2 separate regions of the Mus musculus genome follow, and region 2 is linked to region 1. Evidence: chromatin contacts called from public promoter capture Hi-C data. All regions are on one chromosome and are shown on one strand. Each heading gives the region's core, a stretch centred on a gene start, on an enhancer-like site or on the middle of the called end of the contact. The rest is flanking DNA. Distances are from core to core; before and after follow the strand shown. Region 1 holds the start of Tanc1 (tetratricopeptide repeat, ankyrin repeat and coiled-coil containing 1). Region 2 overlaps Marchf7 (membrane associated ring-CH-type finger 7).

Region 1 (4,280 bases), core at 1,213-3,712:
TACCTTACATATTAAATTGCTTAGAAAAGTCTCCGGTTGTCCTTACACAACAGACCTTCATGAGCCCCCCCCCCCCCACTCAAGTTTTTTTTTCTTACTCTGTTTATGTTTGGCCTTGGCTTTTTAAACATGTATCATTTTCACCCACAGCTTAAGACACCTTTGATGTTGGTGGTACTACATACTGTATATAATAGTAGCCATTTAAAGCCAGAGATCTGATTGTGCTTAATGACATGTAGTTGGGATTATATAAATACTACAGGAAGGAGGGGAAACAGGGTCCTCCTGTGTACACACTTTAGACTGCTAGCTCTCTGCCTGTGTAGAATGGTAAGGGTCCCCAAACAGGCGGGGATGAAATTACTTCAGTGTCCTTGACTTCTGAAACTATAAAACCAAATCCTTTCAACCCAAACTAAAGATGATGCAAGAAATTAGCATACCTATTTTCTGTGCTTTTTCTACTTGTTACTTCAGGCAAGTTTGAGGGAAGAGAGAGAGAGGAAGAAGCCTAATTGCCCTCAAAGCTCAGTTTAAGCAATTTTATTAAAGTTTGGAAAGATAACTAAGGATAGTCCAAGAAGAATCTACAGATTCACGAATTTCATCCACTATCTACCCATTTAAACCACTACAAACAGGGGCTGGTGAGATGGCTCAGTGGGTAAGAGCACCCGACTGCTTGACTGCTCTTCCAAAGGTCCGGAGTTCAAATCCCAGCAACCACATGGTGCCTCACAACCATCCATAACGAGGATGACAGCTACAGTGTACTTACATATAATGAATAAATAAATCTTAAAAAAAAAAAGAAAGAAAGAAACCACTACAAACAAGCCAGGACCTGGACCTGCTTGAGTCTTTAGGAGTTTCTCTTACATCTTATAGTATTTCAGACTGGACGGCTGGGTTTTTGTCTTTTGTTTGGGTCATTGTCTTATCCATGTAGTCTGACTTTGTCATCCGTGGTTGAAAGACTGGTCAGTTTTACACACTGTTTTTCAAGAGAAGTTAATCAAACACCAACCTGGTTTTTAACAACCAGCATTGGAGGTGGAGGGGGTGTCTGTGACCTTCCTGGCTTACCAGGAGTCCTTACTTGCTTTGAATATTCATGTCATGATTTGCTTGAGTAAAGGCTGGGATATGTTCGCTGCATACTTATAAATATAGTGATAATCAGGTCTTTGACTATACGAGTGAAAAATACCCAACACATTCGAACCATCTTTTATTTATTATGGAGAGATAGATTGAGCAGCCTTTTGCTTCCTGTCACTTTTCACAGGAACTTTAAATGCAAACACCATTCTTGCAGCTATCTTTATATTGGGAAGCTCTATGTGAGGTTGAAGTTTTTATAGGGAAAGTTGTTTAAAACACAGTTGTCTTTAAAGGCAGGTTTGCCACAGCAAAGGTTAGGGGTTGGCAATAAACCCATTTATAGCAACTTCTGTATTCTTCACTCTCCTTACACGGATGGGCGGCCTGTGTGCAATTCCTGTTGGAATTTCTAGTTGATCCTTCTGCAAAGAAAGGGGGCCCAAAGGGCTTTTGGGAATAGAGAGGGCTGAGCCTTCTACATATAAATTGGCTGCCTGGATTCCTGGGAGGTTGTGGAGGACCCAGGTCTCCCAGTTCCCTAGGCCATTTTCAAACTTCTGTTCTATTGGGAATAACAAAACATTTTGGGAACTAGGGAGTTTAATTTACTGCCACCAGCCTACTTAATAATAGCATCTTTGTCTGTTCTTCCTCCAGGACTCCTCCTCCTGACAAGGAAGCTAGCCGCTGGCCAGTGTACTTAGCCCAGACAGTACTGCTAGCCACAGAGTTCGAGGAGGGAGGACTGCCCCTGACTCTGGGCAGTCACTGATCCCCGGAACAACCCCAACTTAACTTTCCAGAAAGAAAAAGGTGCAATGGGCGAGATGCACTTTCCATCTTTCTCAGCTCATTTTGGAACAAGAAAGTGTATTTGTTTGTGTTTAGTTAAGCGAGGGGAAGAAAAGCCAACAAAGCCACCCTAAGGCATCCGCGGAAACTTCAGCTTGGCTAATTGCTCCCATATGTCCTCCTCGGATGCTTTCAGAGAGCAGCGCAGACCGAAGGCCGAGCCACTTTACTGATTCTAAAACGGCTAAAAAAAGGAGGAGAGGGCTAATCACACTTCTGATCCTGTCCCACTGGGGTCCAGGCGAGGCCCCAGGGGAGCAACCTTCTCCCGGAAAGCTTAGCTTCCCGCAGAGGACATGCTGGGTGAGGAGGGGGCGAAGGCGCCGGGAGGAAAGTTGGCGTGCGGCGCCCCAGCGGGTCCCAGAGCCGGGGCAGCTCCGGTCGGGAGGGGCGCGGGAGGCACAGCCCCGGCGGGCGCGCACAGGGAAGGTGCCTTCCGGAACACGCGCAAGGGCGGGGACTCGCGCTGCCAATGAGGTCCCGGTGTGGGCCGAGCGAGGCGCGGGGACGGGCCGGAGCGCTGCCTCCGCGGTGGCAGCTGCGGGAGCCCGGCTCGGGAGCCGCAGGAGCCGCAGCCGCCAAGCGCCCAGCCCTCTGCGCCCTGAGGCTCGGCCCCCGGGGTGGGAACCGCGCCGAAAGCTGGAAACTTTCCTGGCAGGTAACTCTCGCTGCCGGGGCGCCGCTGCCGGCCCCCGGGAGTCCGCAGCGGGCGGGGAAGGAAGGGTCCCGGAGAGCAGCCTGGGAAACGAGAGCCAGGCTGGTGGGAAAGTTTCGGGACGCCCCCTCCTCCGCCGGGCCCAGCGGGAGCTTTCCCGGAATAGGCGCAGGCACGCCGGAGCTCCCGGCCTGGGGCTAGGCGCTGCCGGGGAGTCGGTGCAGGCCGTTTCCTGCGCTCCCGGAGGAACGGGTTGCAGCAGAGCCGGGCTAGGGGGACATTGGGATCACGCGGCGCTCAGGACTTTCCCAGCCGGCCCTTGCCCGCCTCTTCGGTCCCTTGGCTAGACAGGGCCTGGGCTGCGCCGGGCACCTGGGTGGGGGGAGTAGGGGGACGTGCAGGCGGGGCGCCTGGCACCGCGGGGTCTTGAGTGTCGCCGCGCGCGGGTCGCCAAGTTCCCGGGAGAACTTCAGCGGGGGTGGGGGTGGGGTGGGGAATCGTATCGCCCACCGTGAGCTGAAAGTGTGTGATTCGCTCCTGCAGGCTGCGGCTCGCAGATGCAAGCCAATTTCTTTCCCTGGTGGTGTTGGTGATAGGGTGATGATTTGGGATTAGACCTTGAGGATTTTTTTTTTTTCTCTTCCTTTTAGTAGTGCCAGCTAAATGAAGGGTCGTGTCAAGTTTGCGAGTCCCCTTGTCCTTGGGCGACGAGTAGTTACTTTGGAGGCATTATGGGGATTCAGGTTCTTCCTGGAGGACTTTTGGGTGTGTGTGTGTGTGTGGGGGGGGGCCCTTGGGTTCGGCGCGGCCGCTTTCCGGAACGGCTGGCGGGGAAGGAAGCCCTGGGCATTGTGTAGCGTGTTTTCAGTCAGCAAGATCTCTGGACTGGAGTTCCCAAAACTTACTTGACTTATTGTGTAAAGGCTCCCGGAGGAAATGCGGCCATGGCCAGGTAGAAGAAACGCGGTGCCGCGGCCGAGGGAGGAGGACGCCGAGCTGTGACAGTCTTCTTCAGGCTGCCTCGGCTCCGGCTTGGCAGCCCCAGATTCTTGTGCCTGGAGTAGTGGGACCGGTCTGAGTAATACAGCTTCCTGCAGAGTGAACTCAGGGTGGTGAGGAGAGCACCTTCATCTTGAACTTGACCCCCGGAGTAGCGTCCTGGCGGGTTAAAAGGTAAAGGCAGGCTGAGTCTTAACCTGTAAAGGAGTTCAGACGCCGCTAGCTCCTGGTTCAAGATCTTTCAGGAAAGGACTCAGGGTGGCTGAGGTCGCGAACTCTAGAAATGCCAGACTCATCAGACTACGAAGTTAGTGTGCCTGGGGAGAGCAGGAGAAACCTGGTTGGCTGGCACAGAGGGTTAGTTTTTCTTTGTGGTGAAAAAGAAGGGAGTCTTGCGTCTCTGCTTACACCAGATCCGCTACTCCCCTCCACCCACACCCCCTTCCTGGGTCATCCTTATCCTGCCAGGCTGGCACTCCAGGGATGGGGGAGGGAGGAAGAGAAGAAGCCGTTGTGGAGCTTCTCTGGGCAGCCCGGAGGTATTTCAGATCTGCTACTGGGAAGAGTTCTGGATTTTAACAGCTGCTTTTTGATTGCTGGGAATGAAAGAATTTATGAGCGCCTGAGAGAGGTGCTCATTATGGTACTGTTCTGCGTGCTTTGCTCA
Region 2 (4,280 bases), core at 1,134-3,633, 610 kb after region 1:
TAACAGCCTCAGACCCTTAGTAAGACTGTAATGGCTTTGTGGCTCGTTGTGATCTTTTCTGCATTCAGAACAGTTTGTAGTGATGAAAATGTGGTCCCTTAGTGCCTGTCAGTGCTTGCTTTTTTTGGAGAGATATGAGCACAGACTTCTAGTAGACTTTGCATGGCTAGAGCTTCTTGTGAGCCTCGGGGCACCATCAGTTCAGTGTGCTGAAAGTCACATGAGAGTCACTAGTACTGTGTTCTGATGTTATTCTTGCTTATGCTTCTTCTCTTACAGAGTTTAACACTTACTTACATAGTTTGTTCTTCACTAGACTACAGCTCCTTAATGTGCTGCTCAACTTACCATTCCCTTTTTTGAAAGTTGTATGCTCATCACATAGTAAACATTCCATAAAAATCTATTAAGTAAATGGATTTTTAAAAAATTCTTTCTAGATCTTTGTTGGGTAGACATTTTTCAAGGACCACATTTTATTTTATTTTTTAGTATTTTTTGTGCTTTTGACCTACAACTTATGCAACCAAATTATATAAGTTTTCACATAATACCTACATTGTCAAAATTCAATCAGTTTATGTAGCAGCATTGCCAAAAATAGTTTCATACAGCATCAAATTATATTTCTCAAAGGACACTGCCTCCTCTGCCTTCTCTCAGGAGGTTTGTTTTGAACAGATATCCTACTAAGGTACTTTCTACAAGAACTAGGTATGAATACAGTCACATTAGGTGACTCTTCACATTATGATTAACTATGGAAGGCAGAATTAAGCATTGTGCTTTTAAAAAACGAGTTGTAGACTTGTATCTTCTTTTTTTGTTTGTTTTTTTGTTTTTTGGGTTTTTTTTTTTTTTCCAAGACAGGGTCTCTCTGTTTAGCCCTGGCTGTCCTGGAACTCACTTTGTAGACCAGGCTGCCCTTGAACTCAGAAATCCTCCTGCCTCTGCCTCCCGAGCGCTGGGATTAAAGGCGTGCACCACCACCACCACCCGGCAGACTTGTATCTTTTAATGAATGTTGTCTTCCAGTTCAAAATCCTTATCCCAGATAACAGTCCTCCATTTCATATTTTTGTAGCTACCTTGAAAAAGTAACACATCTGCTTGTTAAAAGCTTTTGCTTCTTAGTGCTGAAGACTCGTTGATAAACTTACAAATATCAGTGATCATGAATGTCTTTAAATTTACAATGCAAAATTTTACTTTGTAATGAACAGTTTTGTATGGACTTAGCAAATAAGCATGTAAATGACAAAAAACAGGTGGTGGGAAGGTTTCTGAGTTAGATGACTATAGCCTTTACTATCCAACAGCTGCAGTTTAAAAAGTGTGCGTACTTAAGTATCCCGGGGGTGGGGGTGGGCATTAGTACTTCATCCCAGCACTCTCGCAGTCTCTTGAGTTTGAGGCCAGGCTAGTCTACAGAATGAGTTTTAGGACAGCCAGAGTTATAAGGTGTGTTGCTTGTCTTCAGACAAACTTATCTTGGCGTGATAATCCTAAGTTAGGAGTTTGCAGATCATAAACTTAGACTTTTCTAGGTAAATGAAGTATGTGCGTCTATCTTACTTAGAAGGAAATCAGTCATTTCAATATTGTTCCCCCACCCACTCAGGATTTGTTTACCTTCATACTCTATAAGATTTGTTTACAGAACTAATTCAGGATGTTTTTCATGCAATTTTTTTTTTTATCATTGTCCTTTTTCCTTAAATTCTCCCATCTCATAGTAAAATTCAGTATGGTCTTAATACTATCATGACTAAATATTAGCCACTCAAGTAGAAGCATACCTCCATTCCCAGATAATCACAGTGGCCTTTGTAAAAAATATTTTACATTAATCTATTTTTTTATACATGTGTGAGTGCATGCATGTATGGAGGTCAGGGCAACTTGAGAGAGACCGGTCTCTCTACCATATGAATCTGAGAGACCAGACCCAGGCTGTCAGGTTAGGCATCTTTACTCACTAAGCCATCTGATTGGCCCACAAAAATAACCCTTAAAATGTATGTTAGAGGCGGGAACGGAGGATCAGGTAAGTGAACTTGGGAATGGTCATCATCGTGAGAGCCTTTCCCTCCCTGACAGTGAAGAGTACATACTCCACAGAGCTAACTTCACGTAGAACAAGCAAGCAACTTCAGCCCTGGCGTTAGAAGAGTGTAAACAAAGCAGTAAATCACTTCTGTTCTGGGTCTTTTATTTTGGGTTTAGTAACTAGGACCTGGAATTAGTGTCACGATATATGATGGTGATATATAGATATATGATGGTAGATATTTGTTGTATTAGAACAGTTAGTTCCCACCTGGAGTTGTGTTGAAAGGTGGGTCCTCTGGGAACTGGGGCCTTGCTGGAGGCAATGAGTCACTTGGCTGGCTTTGCAAGGTGACCGTCACTAATGTTCGTGACCAGCTGGGTTAGCTCCTGCTGCCGCTACGGTAGACTGTATCCCTTAAACTGTGAGGGAATAGTCTCCCTCCTCTCTGCAGTCGCTTCTTGTCAGTGGCTTCTGTTGCTTTGTTTTCTCACAGCAGTGAGGAGAAGAGTAATGTTTTCTTTGGTTTGGTTTCAGTTTTTATGCTTGGTCCCTTTCAGTGTTTCTCATTTTTACATATATTGCATTTAAAATCATTACAACTCTTAGAATCTTTGTTGCATATTCTTACACATCTTATTTTGAGCCCTTAGAGGATGATGATCAGACCTTTTCTCCACAATTTCCTTCTCTTATCTGTAAGTTCTTTTTATGGTCACTATTGTTTTATTTTTGTCTTTTATATAATATCAATTAATTGAGTAGTTAATGTTTGATGTCTTCCTTGTTATTAAGAAAGAGCAGGTTTGCTACTTTTGATAACTAATGGACTTGGGGGACAGATAGTTTGGGTAAGCTTGGTTGATTTTTGTCTGCCTGCCCTTCCTTCTCTCCTCATATGTGACCGGCAAAGCATTCTTACGTTAGCTACACATGGTGCCTTAGGTTTTGGGAGTGTTCCAAATGTTTTATTATTTAGAAATCTTCTGATTTTGTTTCTGTTTTAAAATGTTTAGGTCTATTTTATGTGCATGAGTATTTGCCTACATGTATATATTTGTGCCACACATGCCTGCAGGTGCTTATGAATTATGATGTGGGTGCTGGGAGTGGAACCCAGATCCTCTATAAAAACAGCAAGCCTCATAACTGCTGAGCTGTCACTTCTACCCTGACCTCTTACATTTTTTTAGTGATTTAAGAATAGGGAATTGTAAATTTCCAGACAATATTTGGAGATACAGGACCAGAAAAGAGACTTTGGGTTTCAATATCAAGTCTACAGATTGTTAAAATTTTTAAATAGATTATTAAAAATATTAACTTTAATATTTATCAAGTCTACAGATTGTTAAAATTTTTAGATTATTAAAAATATTAACTTTAATATTAAAAGTATTAAAAATCAGTTAAATGGATTAACTGATCCATTCGTGAAAATACATGAATAATTGTTATGGTGGTAGTCGAGAGTAGTACCTGTGGGTAGTCCTGAAGCCACCCCCAGTGATTAAATATTTTGTCTTTGAGGGAATGGAGCTGGGAAGATTATGAGGTTCTGTTTCTCCAAAGACACACTCGGGGGCCAACTCTGGTTATAACTCCTCAGGAGTTGTCTTTACTATTTTTCGTGTGTGTGTGTGTGTGTGTGTGTGTGTGTGTACTATTTTTCGTGTGTGTGTGTGTGTGTGTGTGTGTGTGTGAGAGAGAGAGAGAGAGAGAGACAGAGAGACAGAGAGACAGAGAGACAGAGAGACAGAGAGAGACAGACAGAGAGACAGAGACAGAGAGACAGACAGACAGACAGATAGGAACACACAGGGACTGGCATGCAAGCTGACCAGAGTTTCTGTACCTTCTCAGGGCTGGGATTAAAAGCATACATCATCAAACCAGGGTTCTGTATAGGTAATAAGGATTGAATGTCTCTCCAAATACAGGTTTTAATCAGCCTCATGCATCATCTTTTTTCTCTCTCAAGGTTTTTTTTTTTTTTTGGTAGTGAAATGACATCACATAAAACTTAGCATCCTAGTTGTGTTTAAGCATACAGTTGATTTTTATATTAAGTATTCTGGCAGTCTATAATCATTATCACTGCCTATCACCATAGTGCTTTTCATCCGAACACACTTTAAAGGAGTAAGTCTTGACCTCCACCCCCCTTGGTCACTGCCTTTCTGGGTTTTTGTTTGTTTTGTTTTGTTCTTTTAGTCTTTATGATTTTAAC

Evidence for each region. Promoter capture Hi-C pulls out the DNA fragments that hold promoters and counts their contacts.
Region 2: a contact with region 1 is called in a promoter capture Hi-C map of the C10 cell line, with 4 times the contacts expected there. The contact joins the enhancer-like site here to the promoter of Tanc1 in region 1. A contact is called at or near these places in 5 of 39 promoter capture datasets (the C10 cell line, cranial neural crest, embryonic stem cells and 2 more), 2 of 484 Hi-C or Micro-C datasets (the C2C12 cell line and olfactory sensory neurons), 13 of 115 datasets of contacts at active chromatin or transcription factors (the 230-238 cell line, the NIH/3T3 cell line, embryonic basal ganglia and 7 more) and 3 of 9 other capture datasets (embryonic stem cells, embryonic tail and embryonic trunk).

Annotation. Positions count from the first base shown.
Region 1 is chr2:59,609,580-59,613,859 of GRCm38.p6, forward strand. Tanc1 (tetratricopeptide repeat, ankyrin repeat and coiled-coil containing 1) reads left to right here and starts at 2,463. Exons shown (of 27, transcript NM_198294.3): 1 at 2,463-2,617.
Region 2 is chr2:60,219,023-60,223,302 of GRCm38.p6, forward strand. The region is part of intron 1 of Marchf7 (membrane associated ring-CH-type finger 7); the gene reads left to right. Among named protein-coding and RNA genes, the nearest start is that of Marchf7, 11 kb to the left of the region's middle. Within about 2 kb of position 2,384, at least 19 of the 459 cell types and tissues checked have an H3K27ac peak or open chromatin away from gene starts, as enhancers often do. A contact at or near this core is called in olfactory sensory neurons, where this site is marked.